2 separate regions of the Lactuca sativa genome follow, and region 1 is linked to region 2. A link is a contact called in public Hi-C data. All regions are on one chromosome and are shown on one strand. The core of a region is the stretch at or near the end of the contact, and the rest is flanking DNA. Distances in the headings are between cores, read along the strand shown.

Region 1 (5,142 bases), core at 917-3,416, 170 kb before region 2:
CATGAGTTAATTACTAATTACCTATTTAAAACATAAAATTGGTTATTATTTAAAACATAAAATTGATTATTGTGCGACTTTAAAACATTTTGAAAAGTTAGTTTAAAACAATGATAACTCTTACACAAATATATTTACATGAAACCCAAACAATAATAAAAACATAAATGGTGATAATATTATCACAACAATTAGTACAATTTTCATTCACATGCGGGTTTAGTATCAAAACTACTTAAACAAATCGCAAACGCTTGAAAAGCCGACAATGGGTACCGATAATCCATTGTAAAAATATCTTTCCCAATCTTCCCAAACTGCAACACCACATCATCTTCTTCCACACCTCCGCCACTATCAACCGCCAGCTGAAAGTTCTTAACCGACGCCACCGTAACCCGCCCTTTAAAATTCAAACACCAACACTGTAACTGCTCGTGCCACCTCGGCGCCTTGTTTCTCAAAACCAACGAATCTTTCCTTTCCACAACCGGAATCGGAATCACCGATTCCGGTGTCTCGTGTTTCTTTCCGGCTTGACCGGAATCGGGGATCGAGTTCATCGTGCAATTCATTCTTCTTGGTCCTCTTGTGCGTAGAACATTAAGCTCGTAAGATATGGTGACTACTTTGGACTTAAACACTGGTGATACTTTTTTTAAACCAAATTTCGGTATTTGTTTATTTGTTGAAGAGTCGTAAAAAGGTTCCACATCGTGAATTGCAAATTTAGTGCCGAGAAAATTGGAACTGTAAACGGTTTAAATTAACAGTCAGTCTCTCAGTCAACATGAAAAAGTAAATCACACTAGTTTCACAAAAAAAAAAACCTCATGTGATGTGACTACAAAAGTATGTGGGGGCAAAAATGGAAATTAATAGGGTGAAAGAAAGAAGATAACCTTAGCTTTCCAACATAAGTAAGGCTAGATTTGGAAAATTCGTCGGGAGTTAAGGAGATTGAAAACTCTGTCCCTGTGGCTTTTCTCACCTTCTTTGCAGCCAATAGTAACTTACTTGCATCACCAGCTAACGCTGTAATTTTAATTTACAGAAACTGTAAATTTTTTTTTTTTTATTTTTAAAAGGAAAAACAATCAATTATCCAAGTTTACTTTACTTTATTCCCTTTTTAGTCACCAATCAAAAGTAAAAAAGTAAAAAGTAAAACACATTTTTTTTTACCTGGGCTCAGGCCTAGAAACAACCGGAAGATCGAATTAGCTCTATCTCGCCTTATAAAGCATTGAATCGGATCCTTTCTCGATCCAGGCTAAAACGAAGTAATTCAAACATATCGAAGTTAGAAACACAAAATTGATTTGAGATTTGAAGATGATTGATTGATTGATTGATTGATCAAAGTACCTGTTTTAACGACATGGGGAATGTGATTAATCCGCATTGTTCAGGTGTTCTAACGATTTGCTTTACAGTGTTTCTCCAGAATCTGCAAACCGAAGCACAAGCGACGATATCTCTCCTACCTGGCCATGAGGTTTCACCACCTTCCACTCGCCGGATTATGTCAAGAAGCAACTCGCCGGGGAAATCATCCCATTTGCTATCTCCGATTGAAGAAGGTAAAGATCTTGGAACTGAATCGTAGTTTTCTGGAACAATATGTGATTTCCCATTTTTCATGATCTGAATTCTTCTGTTGGTATTGCTTCCGAGTAAACAACTGAGTGACATATTCAAGAACATGAATTTGGAAGTATACACGATAGTTTACTTGTTGGGTAACATAATGATAAAAAGATTCAGCAGTGTTGTAGCGTAAATTGGTTCAGGCATTATAACAAACAGATGGTGGGCTGTGGGCATGCACCACACTCCTCATGCATATGAATTGAATGATTACACAACATGATGAAATAAACAAAATAATTGAAGGACGATAAAGAACAGTATCGTTTTCCTTTTTCGAATATTTAAACATGGTTTTTATACAATCAAAGAAAAGGGAATTAAGTGCAACAATAAAGAATCTTAATTGAAACTGTAGATGAAGAATAAACGTTACCTGTACGTTAAGCATTTGGCAAGAGATCCCGAAAATTTGTTAATCACATCTCGTAAAAAGGTTCAAAAACAGGGGAATGAAATCTCTCACGTTATGATGTCTCCTCTGTAGCAACAAATTGCACGAATTTCCGCACATGTGGAACGAGCTTCGATGATTTTTGATGGGAAGGATCGAGAAAATGGGGAATAAAGATCTCTTTTTCAGTTGTCAAAATATTTATCCACGGAAATGAATCCCCCCCTGTTTTTCTCGAGTTGCTTCGTTTTCGAGTTTTGGTTAATTCAAGAAGCTGGTGGCCTTTGAAGCCTTGAAGGTACGTGACCTTATTGATATCCGCCATCAACGCCACCGCGACAAGGAATTAAAGCCATGCCGGCGACGCAGGCAGCAGCACCAGCTTTTCTGTAACATTGATCTTCAAAGCTTGCTCATTTATTGCGCGAAGGTTCTAATACAATTATAGAACAATATGATCAAGAAAGAGCTACACAGTAATGTATTAAATAATTACAAATATATTCAAAAGAGAAACCATCCCAATCCAATTCTATACCATGAAACGTTACTCCGATCGATGGAAATATTACATCTACTTATTTCATTCCTGACTTCGATCCATCAAAATATGAGTCCTTTTAGGTAGGTGACTAATATGTGCAATGTCAATCCAAAATTCATGAAGCACTTCTATAAGTGATAATGTTGATCTCTCTATTTCTCACAATATTACAACATTTGTCTTTGTTTTACCTTTAATAATTGTTCAACCAATTAGTAATCTTGACAAATGATCAATGTAACAATATAAGAGAAGATTTGTAAGTATTTTTCAAAGAGTTGTTGCAAGGTTTATTCAAGAAAATAGAAAACAACAGTATAAAATAAAGAGAAATATAAGAAAAATGTATGTCACAATTCATCTAAAAAACTCTACCTATAGGTGCACATGGAACGAATTTTATCTTACCACCAGGTTTTTAAAACCATGTTGTGTTTTATGGAGAATAGTAAAAAAAAAGGGTTGGGCCTAACAACTATATACTTTGTCATTGGAATATAAAGCGATTTGAGAGGTAAAATATGACATCTTATGTAACCGATTTCAGAGATAGGAAGATAATGAAAACATAGGAGAAACAACTCGAATATTCTTGAAGATCTTAGGAAAAATTTGAGCAAATGACGAATAACTCCACTCAACCCAACCACCAGAATTCAGGTGACTCCTATGCTTACACCATGAGTATGAGTTTGAGATAATATCATCCGTGACCTTCGGTGGAACAACTCGAATATTCTTGAAGATCTTATCTTTCCTGGCGAACCATATGTACCATAATACTCCAAATAGAATAACATCACCAATCACTTTCTTCCTTTGACAATTGTCCCGGATAGTGCTTGTAATAAGAAATCCAGTGACACTGGAGAACCCTCGAACAGTAATACCACACCATTTAAAAATCCAGAAGTGAACCTCGGTAAATTCACAGTGCAATAAAAGATGATCCACCAGCTCGACATCCTTGTTGCATAAAGTGCACATCTGATTTGATATTTGTAGCCCTCTATTAGATTGTTTGCTATTGGAATTCTTCCATGCATGACTCTCCACACGAAACACCTAACTTTTAATGGTATTAATTTTGACTAGCAGATCCGCAACCCTTTAAAGAGGATTAGTTTCGAGTCTATGATACACCTCATATAGTTTACCATGTAATTGCCATTTTTTGTCGGCACAAATCAAAAACCGTATGACGAAGAATCCTCCGAGTTATTCAGGTCACCAATATCCTTGTATAGTTGAAGCAATCCGTGAAGTTCAGACAAGGTGGAAGGTGACTGTTTCCAACACCATGTAAAACCATTTGCTGATACACGATCAGAAAGTTTATAGCTTTTGACCGATTCAATCTTATATACATGGGGAAATTTTTCTTGAAACGGGACCGAACCGCACCACACGTCTTTCCTGAACAATATCTGAATATCTGATCCAGGAATGATTTTGAATATCTGATAAGAATCAGCACCTAGATCACCCATGGATTTAATTGCCCTTTGGATGTTGCACCGCAACCCAATGGAGGGTTTTCTAGCAATGAAGTGTGCTGATTTCTTACTCAAATTATGTAGACTTGTAATGACATTCTTCCAAAGTCTTCCTTTCTCGTTTATCAGACACAACCACCATTTGATTAAAAGTGCCAAGTTTTGTGCTTTTAGAGTTGATACCCCCAGACCACCATCAGAGATAGGGGCTGTGATTTTAGACCAATTGATCCAATGTATCTTGCGTTTTAAATCACCACCACCCCATAGGATTTTTTTTTCTAATTTTTTCCAAAGAATCAGTAATTCCTTCTGGTACTTTACACAGAGACATAAAGTAACTAGGCAAGCTGTTTAGGAAAAATTTTGATTAAAGTAATGCGACCCCCAAAGGAAAGAGATATGGCTTTCCAATCAGATAGACGAGTTCTTAACTTTTCTATGATTAATTTCCAATGCTTTTTCAGTCCCATATTTGCCCCGACTGGTACACCTAAGTACTTGATATGAAAGGAATCTTCTACACAACCCATAATTCTAGCCATGTTTTTCAATTCGGTACCAATACCGAATAACCGTGACTTATGAAAATTGACCTTTAGTCCAGATGAGATATGAAAACATTTCAGAATTGGTGAGAGATTTATAATACTCTTTCTGTATCATTCACCTGCAAAAATGGCATCATCCGCGTAGAATAAGTGAGATAAGTGTGGACCATTGAAAGGAAGCTTAATCCCATGTACCAGGGAGTTTTCTTTGGCACTCTTGACAACAATATTCAGACCCTCCATTGCAATGATAAAAAGGAACGGTGAGAATAGATCTCCCGGACGGACCCCTCTTGTTGTAAAGATTCATCAATAGGTGATTCGTTTACTAACACAGAGGTTCTTGAGGAGGATAGACAACCAAACATCCATTGTCTCCATTTGTACCCAAAATTCATTTAGTACATGTTGGAATCCAAGTATTGTCAGTTTATAGAGTCGAAGGCCTTTTCAAAATCCACCTTCAGAAAATACATCTTTTTTTTTTCTCTTCTTGGCCCATGAGTA
Region 2 (5,245 bases), core at 1,459-3,958:
TCGACAAATGCCAAAGGGAGAAGAGAAACAATCAAAGATGACCACTTGTGAGAAATGACGACTTTAAGGTAAGGAGAACCACATCATTGACCAACGTTTTTTATGAATCGATTTCATGTGAGAATCAATTGGTTCTTGAAAATCGATTGGTTTGAATATGGGAGGGAATAGCTTATGAGTCATTGCCGATTCCAAGATTTAGAAGGATGTAGAGAGCAGCGATTTGAGAATCGAGATCGTCGGAATCAAGCATGGCGACCAATGACGGGATTGCTTCGAGCAACGCTAAAGTCGATTTGGCATCAAAATCTTCTTTCGCTAACTTTCTGTGACCCCTAATAAAAAAACCCTAGACACACAAAGGTAGAGTGCCAATTTCTGCAAATTGGGTCTCCGATTTACCAAATTTGCATCCCAACAAGTGGTGGTAGCAACAGGTAGAGTGACGATGCGATTTACCTGAAGAACCTTCTTCATCTTACCTGCAATTCATCATTCTTCATCTTACCAACAAACCATGAACAAAGAAACCCATATGCACTCTACCATACTTTGGTGAGGTTGATTTATAGGCAAGTTTAGATCAGATTAAGCTTCAGCAAGTAGCCTCGGCTAAAAGATTGAATCTTATCTGAGATTACTTCAACTATTCAACATCCAGACACACTCGATTCAGTAAGAAAAGATTCATGTGAGGCGTAATCATGCCGACGTTGGAGTGGCGGCGAATCAAGATGGGACAACGACGTTGGTGGTTTAGTGGCAAGGAAGGGAGGATATTGGGTTTTCCGATGGGTCTCCGTGACTAGAGACATGAACGGAAATGAGTGTTTTCTTCGATGAAAAAGGGATACGACATCATGAGGGAGAGAGAGAAGGTGAGACCCTTTGTAATTAAATAATATAATAATAGTAAAGGAAAAAACAAATAGAAAGGGGCAAATCCGTCATTTGAAGAATTTTTAAATTGTTTTGGACCGAAATCGCAACAAAATGAAAACTTTGGATCAGTGGTGCTAACCCAAACTTTTTTGGACCAAAGTGACAATTTTGAGTAAACCACAGGAACCATTTGTACAGTTTAGTCATGTTTTATCGTTAAGGTTTCCCCTACAACTGATTTGTATTCATTTTTTCGTAATATTTCACTGAAGTTGCATAAAAATACTCAATTTTAAATGTATTGATCCACATCTTCTCTTTCAACTTCGTGACCCTGTGTTCAATATGGAATTCAACTCAAACCTAGTCTCGCCTATCAGGACAATATCGTTGACAAAGAACATATGAAGAACATACACTCTATAACTCTCCCTTAATAGTGCAAAACATCTTGTCCAAGATCAATACAAAGAGATATGTACTAAAGGTCAAAACATGATGTAACCCAATCTTTACTAGGATACACGTTATGATCCTATATATCACAAACAGACTTCACATATCTTTCTGGAATACTTTTGCTTTCAAGGTCCTATCCAAGTCGACTTCTAAGGTATATATGCTACCATACACATTCTTTTGATGAACACCATATGAAGACCCATGTTTATTTCACCATATTTCTCCATAAGACATGATTCGGCAGATCATTATGTGTCATGAAGCTAAAATTTCTGTCATGGTTGTAACATATTACATACCAACTACGAGTGAAATTACCCTGGCATGAAGGACAAAACAAAGGCCATGCATTCTTGAGACATTTTTGGAAGGTAGCACATTTTGGTCTTAGATAATGTTTATACTCTACAGTTGTTTGTGTTTGTATTTTTTTTTTTTTTTTTTTTTTTTTTTTTTTTGTTTTTGTTTTGTAGAGAAAGTCACATTTTGGGTGGACTAGATTGATGTAGTAACTTATTTGAATTATTAGTTGTTAGTTGGATCCCACTATGATGGAATTAGATATTTTAACAATCATTTGATGATAATAGTTAGTCGTGTCATCAAAATTATGTAAGTTATTTTCATAAACTTTGAGATGTGAAACTATAAATAAATCAATATATTATTAACATTTATTGGATTTTAGATGTGACATTATAAACTCGTATATATAGTTAACACTACTTCAAGTTATTTGGAAGTTGCACATTATTTTATTTCAAATGTGATCACTCAAACCGGCATTCCACAATCTTTTACCAACATTAGAAGGTACAAGAATGATCTAACTTTGAAATTGTATAAAAGAAGAAAATATTAATCCATCAATCACGCTTGTAGCTATTTATAGTTTCTTTACAATCAACGTCATCATGTGTAACCAATTATTAAAAACTTGTCACATCATACTTGTTGTATGCCTCTTTTCTATGACCATGATAAAGAAATGACAAAAACACAAAGTTTATGACATGCCCTTGACAATCGAGTGAAATTTAACGAACATATAGATATTGAAGTTCCAACAAAATTTATAATTGTAAGTATCACAACCAAACAGCTAAATTAGTTATAAATTTTACCCTTTACATCATTTCAATTTTCACATGATTTAACTAATGGGCCTTGCTAACATCGTTGGATGTCAAAACCAACAACTACAAAAAAAGCCGATGTAAGACCAAAAAAGCAAGAAAATATCAAAAGTATCTAAACATATAGTTTGAGTAATAGCGTAGGGACTAAACCTGTAACTTACTGAAAATACAATTATAATCACAGTGTGGATCCAAAGATCTAATGGCTATATAAACAAGTTGAAAGCTTCGTCAAGAAGAGGCAGAGAGAGATAACGGAGCATCCTTTCTCCACAACAACCCCAAAAGCCCCAATTATGGGCGCCGAATTTCTCCCAAAACCCAGTGAGAATGATCTATCCGGCGATTATCAGGCTGCTCCGGTGATACTCGGCCTCCTCCCCGCTGCCCTTGTTGACCACATAGCAAGGGTTGACTTATCAATTCTCTCTCGAATTCCCGGCGAACCTGGTGGTTCCTTCCCTGTACACTCCCTCCCCTTAATTTTTCTTAATTTCTTGCTATCTTAATGTCTTCAACCTATAATTGTTCGTTTACCTCTGTAATTGAATCAAAACCCATGCAATCAATTGCTTAAACTTCATTCGTGAATGAGGGAATCGAGGACAGATGAAGGCTTTATTTGATCGATCATAGCACAGGGTTTCCAATTTCCATACGAAATTGCATTAATTTGAATTTGAGGATCAGTTTTCATGTTTAATTTTCATTCTTAGGAAGCATTAACTACTTTTAAATCACCCATACGCCATTTCCATGTGATTTTGCATTCTGATATAAATTGGAGCATATCTTTATTGGTAGGTTGCAGCTGAAGAGCTGAAAGATCTACTAAAAGAGGTGAACACCCATATTTCGTCTTCTCCAAATGATCTGTCTCCTGTAAAGACTATAGCCGGGGGTAGTGTGACCAACACCATTAGAGGCCTTGCAGCAGGTTTTGGGATCTCATGTGGGGTTATTGGAGCTTGTGGGGACGATGAACAAGGTGCTCTCTTCTTGAAAAACATGAGCTTTTATGGTGTAAATATATCAAGATTGAGGGTGAAAGATGAACATACTGGTCAGGTGAGTTTACCCTTTTGTAAAAAAGATGGTTTTCTTCTTTCATGTTTTTTGTAATTCATTTTGGAGTTAAAATTAAAATTGTATTAGCTGATGACGTGGCACAGTGTGTTTGCTTGGTTGATCCATTGGGTAATCGTACTATGCGTCCCTGCATTGCCACTGCTGCTAAAATACAGGTGCACTTTAGTTTCGTACATTTATTACACAGTACAATACATGAAATACATGACAGAATAGTACAATGCAAATTACATAAATGCCCTTATTGAAATTAGTTTGTTCAGTATTATGAAATCACTCCTGTGTTTATTGAAGAAAAAATCAGATTGCATGTGTTTCTGACATTGTTTTTGTAATTCAGGCAGGTGAACTAAAAAGGGAGGATTTTAAAGGCTCCAAGGTAATAAAGTTTCTATATCTATTTGAACTAGTTTTTATTTGCTACATATTTCTTAATGAGTTAATGTCAATGGTTTTTATTTGGTACTATTGTTATCTATAAGTTAATTTGCTAATTTTCTTTGTATATATTTATGTTGTAGTGGTTAGTGGTGAGATATAGTATATACAATATAGAAGTTATCAATGCAGCTATCCAAATAGCCAAACAAGAAGGTCTTCTTATATCCCTAGATTTGGCCAGTTTTGAGGTAAAAACTAAAAAGAAATCCACCATTTTTCTTTGCTGTGAGTATAAACAGATTATGTACTTTTTTATGTTCATGGATTATATAACAACATTTTTTTTTTTACATTTTATTATTAAATTGACAGATGGTTAGAAAATTTAGAACACCTTTACTAGAACTATTGGAGTCGGGTAACATAGATCTTTGTTTTGCTAATGAAGATGAAGCCGCCGAACTTTTAAGGTAACATTTTATCCCGTGATACAAAAATTACACGTAATTTTATTTCCAATTTTGTGTACTTTTGTGTGTTTAATGTTTGTTATATATATATATATATATATATATATATATATATATATATATATATATATATATATATATATATATATATATACCGTTTTAGTGGCGAGCAAGTTGCGGGACCTGAGGCTGCAGTTGATGTCTTGGGCAAATACTGTCAATGGGCCGTGGTGACGTTAGGTCCACATGGATGCATTGCAAGGCATAAAAAAGAGGTTAGCCAGGTGTATGTGCTATAAAGCACATCGTCTGTGTCAGGCAGTCAAACTTTGACTGCCTCATGTATCAGGCACCGATACATGTATGAGACATGTATCGGGCAGTCAGAGTGTCTGATACATGTATTAGGCAGCAGTCAGGCTGTCTGATACATGGTCTATATCAGTGCCTGATAAGTATCAGGCAGCAAATGCCTTGCTGCCTGATACTGATACATATATGTGTATATGTATTAAGTGAATTTGTGAACAACTTCAGGTTGTGAAGGTTCCTGCGATCGGGCAGACAAAGACAATTGATGCAACTGGGGCGGGGGATCTTTTTGCGGGAGGGTTTTTGTATGGTTTAGTGAAAGGAATGTCTCTTGAGGAATGTTGCATAATTGGGTCATGCAGTGGTGGATCGGTGATTCGGTCATTGGGTGGTGAGGTGTCGCCGGAAAATTGGCAGTGGATGTATAAGCAATTCAAAACCAAAGGTCTCCCTGCGCCCATTGTTTCATTGTAAAATCATCTTTTAAGACTTCTTCAATTGAATCCAAGC

Evidence for each region. A called contact is a pair of places that touch in the nucleus more often than the background predicts.
Region 1: a contact with region 2 is called in a Hi-C map of leaf, with 7 times the contacts expected there. The contact joins the promoter of LOC111881994 here to the promoter of LOC111881986 in region 2. A contact is called at or near these places in 2 of 4 Hi-C or Micro-C datasets (leaf and seed).

Annotation. Positions count from the first base shown.
Region 1 is chr5:64,450,676-64,455,817 of Lsat_Salinas_v11, reverse strand. LOC111881994 (tubby-like F-box protein 6) reads right to left here and starts at 2,166. Exons shown (of 5, transcript XM_023878365.3): 1 at 2,027-2,166; 2 at 1,369-1,684; 3 at 1,186-1,273; 4 at 903-1,035; 5 at 154-750. The coding sequence starts at 1,644. The coding sequence ends at 204.
Region 2 is chr5:64,279,625-64,284,869 of Lsat_Salinas_v11, reverse strand. LOC111881986 reads left to right here and starts at 2,708. Exons shown (of 8, transcript XM_023878356.3): 1 at 2,708-2,947; 2 at 3,288-3,551; 3 at 3,656-3,727; 4 at 3,913-3,951; 5 at 4,094-4,201; 6 at 4,326-4,423; 7 at 4,587-4,698; 8 at 4,961-5,245. The coding sequence starts at 2,780. The coding sequence ends at 5,209.